Regions from separate parts of the Mus musculus genome. Here all the other regions are linked to region 2. The links are chromatin contacts, called in public Hi-C and HiChIP or PLAC-seq maps. All regions are on one chromosome and are shown on one strand. The core of a region is the stretch at or near the end of the contact, and the rest is flanking DNA. Distances in the headings are between cores, read along the strand shown. Region 1 holds the start of Htr6 (5-hydroxytryptamine (serotonin) receptor 6). Region 2 has its middle 3.4 kb from the start of Gm33011. Region 3 has its middle 5.1 kb from the start of Gm16287.

Evidence for each region. Hi-C and Micro-C count contacts between places; a contact is called where the count stands out from the background. HiChIP or PLAC-seq counts read pairs in DNA pulled down with a chosen protein or histone mark.
Region 1: a Hi-C map of bone marrow-derived macrophages shows a contact between it and region 2, with 45 read pairs. The contact joins the promoter of Htr6 here to the enhancer-like site in region 2. A contact is called at or near these places in 2 of 39 promoter capture datasets (liver and stem cell-derived epiblast-like cells), 13 of 484 Hi-C or Micro-C datasets (the AML12 cell line, LSK cells, the N1E-115 cell line and 8 more), 14 of 115 datasets of contacts at active chromatin or transcription factors (bone marrow-derived macrophages, craniofacial prominence, embryonic basal ganglia and 9 more) and 3 of 9 other capture datasets (adipose tissue, liver and pancreatic islet).
Region 3: a contact with region 2 is called in an HNF4G HiChIP or PLAC-seq map of pancreatic cancer cells. The contact joins two enhancer-like sites. A contact is called at or near these places in 2 of 39 promoter capture datasets (both in liver) and 2 of 115 datasets of contacts at active chromatin or transcription factors (embryonic stem cells and pancreatic cancer cells).

What each region holds. Positions count from the first base shown.
Region 1 is chr4:139,073,980-139,077,169 of GRCm38.p6, forward strand. It overlaps Htr6 (5-hydroxytryptamine (serotonin) receptor 6), which reads right to left and starts at 1,591. Exons shown (of 4, transcript NM_001377096.1): 1 at 1,454-1,591; 2 at 63-1,350. The coding sequence starts at 782.
Region 2 is chr4:138,940,517-138,943,417 of GRCm38.p6, forward strand. No RefSeq gene overlaps it. Among named protein-coding and RNA genes, the nearest start is that of Gm33011, 3.4 kb to the left of the region's middle. Within about 2 kb of position 1,580, at least 90 of the 459 cell types and tissues checked have an H3K27ac peak or open chromatin away from gene starts, as enhancers often do. A contact at or near this core is called in the N1E-115 cell line, adipose tissue, bone marrow-derived macrophages and 3 more, where this site is marked.
Region 3 is chr4:139,184,300-139,187,283 of GRCm38.p6, forward strand. No RefSeq gene overlaps it. Among named protein-coding and RNA genes, the nearest start is that of Gm16287, 5.1 kb to the left of the region's middle. Within about 2 kb of position 1,687, at least 23 of the 459 cell types and tissues checked have an H3K27ac peak or open chromatin away from gene starts, as enhancers often do. A contact at or near this core is called in pancreatic cancer cells, where this site is marked.

The DNA.
Region 1 (3,190 bases), core at 341-2,840, 130 kb after region 2:
CCCAAGGGCGGTTTATTTCTCCCCATCCCGAAAGCCAGGTCTCCCAAACCCACCCCGGGTACCTGCAAGGTTTCCAAGGCCTGGCCAGCCGTAGCCGTGCCCGTGGTGAGCGAGGCCACTTGCACCGCCTGCTTGCGGGCAGCCAGCAAGATCCTGCAGTAGGTGAAGCAGATGGCACCCGAAGGCAGGAAAAAGGTGACGCCGGACGCCACGAGGACATAAGGCAGGCTGGCCAATAGGCGGCACTGGCCCGGGGCAGATGTTCGAGCTTTGCCCAGTTCATGCCAGCCCAGCAAGAGGGGCAGGAAGGAGGCCAGCGCGGCGAGGCTCCAGGCACCCAGGATGAGCGCCAGGGCACGCGGGGCTGTCATGCGCAGCTTGTAGCGCAGCGGCGAGAGGATGAGCAGGTAGCGGTCCAGGCTGATGAGGCAGAGGTTGAGAATGGAGGCGCTGCAGCACATCACGTCGAAGGCGGTCCAAAGCAGACAGAGGCCGCGAGCTAGCACCCAGCGCCCATACAGCGCGTTCAGCATGGCTGGGGGCATCACCACCAATCCCACCATCAGGTCCGACGTGAAGAGCGACACCAGGAAGAAGTTAGACGTGTTGCGCAGCGCGGGCTGCGTGCAGATGAGCGCGATCAGCAGCGAATTGGCGGCTGCCGTCAGCACGATGACCACGCACAGCGCAGCGGCCACCCAGCCGCTGCCCCCTGGGGCTGGCGGTGGCCCGGGGCCCCAGGCTGGGGTGCTACTGTTGACAGGGCCGGGCTCTGGAACCATGGGGACTAGGGTTGAGGACCAGGACAGGATATGGTGAATGCGGATACAGGGTGAAGCCAAAGGAAGAGAAAGCAAGATGGGTAAAAACTGCACCTCAGAGGAGTAGGTGGCAAAACAGGGTTCTTAGGTCACCGAGCAACCATTACAAGAGGTCGGGGAGAGATTGTAGGGGCGCCTCCTATGGCGGGGCCACCTGGAGTACTCGGGTAAGAAGTTTGGGGAGGGGTACCGATGCGCCGAGTCCATGAAAGTTGGGCTGGGGCTGGATGAGAGCCCTGGAATGGAATAGAGCCACCGGGGATGCCTAAGGATGGGGGTGGGGCTCCTGGCCAGAGGCACGGCTGGGGAGGTGGGAGCAGGAGGCGAACTCCCGCCTTCCGGTCGGGGCAGTCTCTCTGAGGAGGGTGGGCGTGTGAGTACGCTTGATCACGAGCTGTCGCGCGTGGGGGTCGCAATGGGGTGGCCCAAGAACAGGAGCGCAGCTCGGCGGCGGAAAGCAGGTCTCCTTTCTCCCCTAGGCACTGAAGGATCCCGGGTACCGGAGGCCGCGGACCGGGCCGGGCCAGACCTGGTGGGGGAGAGAGGGCTGGCAGAGGAGCGCAGCGCGGCGCGGCGCTCCGCCCTCCCGGCCGCGCCGGCTCGCCTGGCCGCCTCCCGCCCGCGCTCCCTACCTGGGCGCTCGCGGGTGATCCGCTGCCGGCGACTGCGGCAAGCGCCGCGGGGCTGGAGACTACAGGCAGCGGCTGGTGGCGCGGCGGGCATAGGGCTCCCGAGCCGGGGAGATGGTGCGCAGGAGCCCGCGACGCTTCAGCCACGCGCGGTCCCGGAGGCTCCGAGCGTGCGCCCCGCCCCGCCCCGCGGTGGGCGGGCAGAGTCGAGCCCCTCTTAGCTGGCGAGCGGGGTTGTGGTACCCTAGGCCTGGAGAAGGATGCTCCAAGCGCTCCCGGGCGCCCGCAGCCCCCACACCTTCGCCTGTGGCTCCCCTGCCCACATGTGGTGATGGCGCAGGCAGAAGTCAAGGAAGGGGGACGTGACCTGTATGTACCCGGAGACTGCTCCCCAATGGGGGTCGAGCCACTCACTGTAAGAATCACCGAGCTTTCAAGAGAAGTCAGCTGGGAAATACCGAGCAAGTCCTTTGAGATCCCTCTGAGCCTCAGCTGCTGGATCTATACAATGGGTAAATAATTTCTACCACACTTCACCTTTGGATCAACCCTGCCAGTTCTCTAACAACACTGAGTGATTTTGGTGAAGGTCCCCCTCCCTGACCTGTTGGCGCTCCAAGTCTCAGTGTGAGGGATTTGGGAATCTCCAAGCCATTGGAAGGGTAGTCACTGCAAACAGGGGTAGGGCCTAGCGCCTCCTAGTGATGACCAAGTTTTCTTCACACCTTGTAGGTACCAGGTACTGCTCTGGACCATCTATCTGGACACCACGACATTAGATGACGCTTCCCATCTGTGAACTTCCATTCTAGTGGAAGGAAATGGACAAGAAATGGGCAAAGGAAACGTAAAGTGGTCATTTCTATAGGAAAGGGGGGAGGAAGAAGAGGGAGGGGAGGAGGGAAAGGAGGAGGAGGAGAGAAAATGTACAGCAGTGTGAAGAGAACCTGACACGTATCTTTTTTGAAATGGAAATACCTCCCACTTAGAAGAGCCCACTGCGTTCATGGCCTTGGTTTGTCCTGGAATATCTCTACCCAGATTCCTACCCCCAACTATAAAGCCAGAATATACATGCCAGAAATATAAATACCAGGAAGAAGGTGTTACGCTGAGGCTCAGAGAGGTCAAGAGCCTCTACCGAGGTCTCCAGCACCAGGCAACCAAGGATCTGGTGGAACCGAGTTCCGCCAGGTGCTCAAGGCAGAAGGTGCTTAAGATGCCCGGTGTCCAAATCCGCAGATCAACGGTATCCACTCACACCCAAAGGTGGGTGAAGTCAGCCGCAGCACCCAAAAGACGGACCCTGTCTTTCACTCCACACTGTGAGGCCTGAGGAAACAGAAGGTCACCCCTGGATGGAGCGTCAGAGACCCACTTGCGATCCCAGCTCTGATGCTCAGTAGGTTCTGCGCATTCAGGGCCGGTGGCGGCTGATCCCTTGGCCTTCTTTTCTCTCCAGCCACAGTTAGCAGAATTCCGTGTCTGACTCACGGGGTGTCAGGGGAGATTAGATGACACTGTGTGCTCCAACAGCTTGACAGTCCTATGTCGGTGCTAGCTGTTGGCTTCTGTGTCTCTCACTGGCGTTTCATCCTGAGGTGCCTCTCATAGCCCTGGTGTGCCTAACACAGCAGCAGGAGATATGTTTGCAGCATGGGAATCAGGGCTTATCGTCATAATCTGTTACTTGATCTATAATGCTGGCAAAGGTTTCTCCTCCTCCTCCTCCTCCTCCTC
Region 2 (2,901 bases), core at 330-2,829:
CATTTAAAGGGGGCCAAGGAGATTCCTCAACCAAAAAGTTTCAGGAGACACTGTAAGATGCATGTGTCCCACATGCCCCTCTGCAACTCAACCATGCGCTCATGGAGCTTGGTTAATTTTGCTTCCTGCCCCTTCTTTTCGCGTTGCCAGTGGCCTCTCTTGATCACAAAACATCCAGTGAAAGCAATGCTTGTTCCCTGGAATTCAATTGGGGACATTGAGGCACATAAATTAGTGCTGCTGCTGTGATCACGTGTCTAAGGTAACAGTCAAAACTGGGTGCCTACACCTTGTGCAATCTCAGAGTAGGGTAATACCCCCCACCCCCAGCAAGGTCTTATGTGGTCAAAGCTGACCTTGAATTTAACTTGCTATGTAGCTAAGAATTACTTTGAACATCTGATGATCTGCCCCACCTCCCAAATGCTGGGAGTATAGTGTACACCACAACACCCATTTTATCCCGAGCTGGGGATCGAACCCAGCACTTGGTGCACACTAGGTAAGCACTCTACCAGGTTCAGCTGCATCCGCATTCCAGGCCCCAAACCCACTTACTTCCTCTTTGAAAATAGCTAGAGAGCCAGGGAACTCACAGACCTGAGGCTTGAATTCAGAGAAAGAAGCTCCAGATTTCTGTCATACCTGTTCCTATCTGGGTGACCTTGAATGGCCTTCTGAATGTCCCTCCTGAACTTCAGATTCTACATCTAAAATTCAGGCAGTATTGGGTATTTTTCTGTAGCTGTGACACTACAATACACCATGACCAGAAGCAGCTTACAGAAGAAAAGGTTCATTTTGGGCTTTTGGTTCCAAAGAGATGGATCCTCTACAGCTGGAAGCCCGCACACACGGCATGCACGGTGGCAGAGCAAGAAACTGAGCAGTCACATCTTCAACCGCACTCATGAAACAGAGAGAGAGAGAGAGAGAGAGAGAGAGAGAGAGAGAGAGAGAGAGAGAGAGAGAGAGAGCGCAAACTGGAAATAGGATGAGGCTCTGAGCTCTCAAAGCCCCCAGCTGGTGACACGCTTTCTCCAGCAAGGCTGCACCTCATAACCTCCCATCCCCCAACAGCACTGCCAACCGGGACCAAATGTTCAAACAATTGAGCCCATGGCAGGAATAGGGAAACACTTCTCATTCAAACCACCACAGGCAGTTTTCCTGCGCACACAAGAGCAGGTGAGGCCCCATCTGAGACTGCCTTGCCCACCGTAGCTGTAACAGTAGGAAGTAGCTGTAACTTCCTAGCTGGCAGTAGGAAGCGCCCATAGCAGGTGAAACCATATAAACAGGGTGAAAACAGGCTCGAAAGGACACTGACCAGATATCCTTATGTGCATAGGGTACAAGGCTGACGGAGGAATGAGGATTAAAGCAAGCAGATTTTTGGAGACTCCTGAAACCATACATACAGTGGCTTCAGATTCCTGGCCACGGTATTTTATTTTATAGGTAGAAAAGCAGGCTAAAACACTGCCCTGTGACACCCAAGCAAGGCCTCCTGGACCCATGCAGGGATCAAGTTTCTCCGTCCCTCCCCCCACCTCCCCAGGCTTCAGCAAACAAGACAACACCTGCCTTCTCTTTGCTGCCAAAATGCAGTGTGAGACTCTTATGAACTATTAAACGGAATCCACCCATACAGATCAAATTCAAGGCAACAGGATGGAGACATTCTGCGGCTCAAAGTTAGTGTTTATGTAGTGGGTGTGTGCCGAGCTCCCTCACCATCAGACAGAAAATGTTCCGTCTCAGTCGTGAGCCCCACCTCCCTGGCTTCTGGAAAATTCCACCTTGGCCATGTTTTTTAGGCCCTCCTTTTTTCAGGGTTGTGCAAATGTCCTGAGGGAACTTGGGCCATCTGGAAGATTCAGGGAGGGGCCCTTCGGTCGTCAGCTAGAATCTGGTCAGGTCTGCCATCCTAGACTTATCTTCAAGGTGGCATCTCTGCTGCCTTGGAGCCAAACCCAGGCCAGGGGTCTCTGTGGTGGGACACCAGAGCCTCCCTGCACAGCCAGTGACTGACGATTCTCAGCAAAGTGTCTGCTGTCCTCATGTCCCAGCTCCCAAACAGCATCTCTGTCCTGTGCCTCCATGCATCCTGGGAAACTCTGTCAAAATCCTTCTCTTAGCCAGGTAGGTAGAGAGCCCTGGAATCCCACTGTTAGGCTGAGACAGGGACAAAGATCAGCCTGGCCAGGGTCGGAAAGACCCAAACTCCTGCTTGCTACAGCCCTTTACCCAGATGGCACCAAGTCCTGGTGGTACCAGCCCCCTTCCTGAAAGAATTCCATGTGCTCAAACCAGTACTGTATATGGAGAAAAACCAGTTCTTCGCCTGATTTGCCTGGGACTATAAGAACCTAGCAAGCAGCTTGGGTCCCGAGCTCTTCTCTACCCCCAGCCCTGGGAAGGGTGAACCTCGCCTGAAAGCTTGCCAATAAAGCTGAGCTTGTTTTAAGCTGCCAGCTCCGTGTGATCTGCATCCCTTGGCTTCTCACCCAGCACTTGGGTTGTGGAAGCAGGAGGATCAGGAGTTCACAGCCATCCTGGAACACAGAGACATAGGGGCTAGCCTGGGCTACAGGACGTTTTGACTTCCTTCTCACTCACATCTTCCTGCTGTTGATTCTGGGAGCTCTTAGAGTCCCACACAATCCAAATCTAACCCCAATTCTAGACATTGGTAGGGGACTTGTGATTAAAGAAGGCCTGGAAATATGTCCCCCTCCTGGCGCCCTTCTTAGCATCAAAATATAAATGAATAACACAGTGAACTATCACATGTGCACAGTAACGTGTGTGTGTGTCGTGCCTCCTCCTCACACTGTGGGTGAGTCAAGGATGCGTTCTAGCCAGGGTGGAGACTTGAACCTGAAGAAGAAAAGCATG
Region 3 (2,984 bases), core at 437-2,936, 240 kb after region 2:
CTGCTCGCTCTGGTCGGCCCCAGCTTGCTCTGGTCAACTCCACTCGCTCGGTCCCTGGCTGCCCAAATATTTCTTTATTATTATACATAAGTACACTGTAACTGACTTCAGACACACCAGAAGAGGGTGTCAGATCTCATTACGGTTGGTTGTGAGTCACCATGTGGTTGCTGGGATTTGAACTCAGGTCGTCCGGAAGAGCAGTTAGTGCTCTTACCCGTTGCCACCCCACAACAAGTGTTCTTAATCAATGAGCCACTTCTCCAGCCTCCCATTTAATTTTAAGACACAGTCTCCCAGGGATCCTGCAGCTTGTCCTGTCAGCTACTATCATGGCTGACCAGTGAGCCCCAGTTTCCTCCCTTCTCCAGTTCCCAGCACGGCAATTACAGATGCACGCCTATGTTTTGCATTAATGCTGGAGATTGGACTCTGGTCCTTCTGCATGTGTAACAAGCGCTTTGCCCACTGAGACATCTCCCCAGCCTCAATGGACTCCCAAGTTCTTATATGAATAGGAACAGAAATACACGAGAGATGGCTAACAGATGGGGACCAAGCAGGCTTTGGTTGTTGGCGCTAAGACTTTTATGACAGCAGATATTGAGATGGTTTTTGAAGCTGATAGGAATGATCTAGCATAAAGAGAGAAGCTGATGACCATGAAGGTTCCATGTTCTGGGGAGGATGGGCTTCATCAGGGACACGGCTCCTTCATTTAATTTAATTCATTTACATATTATTTCTTCTGAGGCAGAGTCTCACTCTGTAGCTCTGGCCTTCAAACTCACAGAGATCCACCGCCTGCTTCTACCTCCCAAGTGTTGGGATTAGTGTCTGCCACTACGACCTGCTGCCCCCTTCATTTTAAAAGCAGGAAAGGCTCCTGTGGGGCTGACTCTCATGTCTGGGAAGTGTGAAGCAAGGTCTTAGGCTTAGGGTTAAACACGAGGACCAAGGAGGAAGCTTGAGAAACTCCCATTTTACAGTGTGAGGACTAATAGTAGGATGGGCAGGCTCACTGAGTCTGTGGATATCGAGTAAAAACGAGGGGAGTCACAGTGAATTCTCCAGAAATGGTCAAATGTTCTGGTGTAGTGTCAGGGCTCAAGGGAGCATCACTGGGGCGAGGCGGTTGGTAAGTGAGGAGGCAATGGCTAATGGATTTACAAGGAAGTGTGACCACTATTACTATTATGCGTGTACACGAGCACACATTTGTCATGAGTACCCCTGCACCTGTGTGGCAAATGTGAGAATCTGGCAGGGTCACAGGTATGCAAGTCTCCCCGAGGCTAACAGGATGCTCCCGCGTTAATACAGTCATGAAGAGGAAAAGGGTTAGGTTAGAGATCTCTGAGATCTCAATGAAGATAGATGTCTTAGGGTTTTACTGCTGTGAACAGACACCACAACCAAGCCAACTTTTATAAAGGACAGCATATATTTGGGGCTGTCTTACAGGTTCAGAGGTTCAGTTCATTATCATCAAGGCAGGAACATGGCAGCATCCAGGCAGGCATGGCGCAGGCAGAGCTGAGAGTTCTACATCTTCACCTGAAGGCTGCTAGTGGAAGACTCACTTCCAGGCAGCTAGGGTAAAGGTTTTAAGCCCACACCCACAGTGACACAACTACTCGAACAAGGCCATACCTATCCAAACAAAGCCACACCTCAAATAGTGCCACTCCCTGGGCCAAGCATGTATAAACCATCACAATAGGCAAGCTGGGAAAAGCACATGAGCCATGCCTGCCAAGAGAGAAGAAAACTCTGGGATAGAAAACAGCAAGGGAGAAATGATATTGATAATGGCCTGTGCTATAGATGCTGGAGTCATAAAGATTCAGGGAGGTGTCGGGGGGTTGTTAGTCAGTTCATGACAACCATCAGGAGTGGCAGGCATCTGATGAGGTTACAGGGTGCAGGCCAGGGTCACATCAGCCTCAGCCTCCTGAGTGCTGGCCTTACAGGTATGCCTCACCATGCCCGGTGAGGTTAGGAGTTCAGAGCAAAGGGGACAAGGGTTGGAGAGACAGCTCACTCTGTAAACTGATCCTTTGCCAGGGTAAAGAGCTGGCTTTCAAAGTTCTTGCCTCATGCCCACAGGGGCCGGCATTTGATCACCAGAACCTATATAAAAAGCAGGCACGGTGGCATGCGGCTATAGTCCTAGCACTGGGGAGGCAGGGTAGGAGGAAGCAGGATCCCTGGAGCTCGGTGGCCAGCTTGCCTAGCCGAAGGGCAAACTTATGGCCAATGAACTCCTTTTTCAAAAAAAAAAAAAAAAAAAAAAAAGCCAGGCATGGTGGCACACACCTTTAATCCCAGCACTTGGGAGGCAGAGGCAGGCAGATCTCTGAGTTGGAGGCCAGCCTAGTCTACAAAGTGAGTTCCAGGACAGCCAGGGCTATACAGAGAAATCCTGTCTCGAAAAACCAAAAAAAAAAAAAAAAAAAAGAAAAAAAGAAAAAAAGAAAGATGGATGGTCATCTTGAGAAGACCCAAAGTTGACCTCTGGCCTACACACACACACACACACACACACAGAGAGAGAGAGAGGAATAACAGTACTAAAAAATATTTATGGTCCTTGTCTCTCTACCCAGGGCCTGTCACTGTCACTTGCAGCCTTCATGCTCACATGTGGTGACAGATGAGGAGGTGGGAATCTGTCCCATACATAAAAGGATGAGCTGGCCAATCAGACGTGCTCTTGGGAATCTGAACTCTGAAAGCCATAAAGCTGTTAGCAGAAGCAGAAGCAGAGGATAAAGATCACCAGGAATGGCCCCCATATCTGTTAAAGCACAGATGCTGGCATCCGGCTAGAAGCTAGCCAAGGAGCCCCATTAGAATAGGAGGCAACAGAAACGGCGGATATAGGGCCTTGGGTGGTTGCAGAGGCAAAGAATATGCCCCCACACCTGACTTCAGTCCCCAGAGCCCACCCAGAGGGCCAACTCCTGAGAACCCATTCCCAC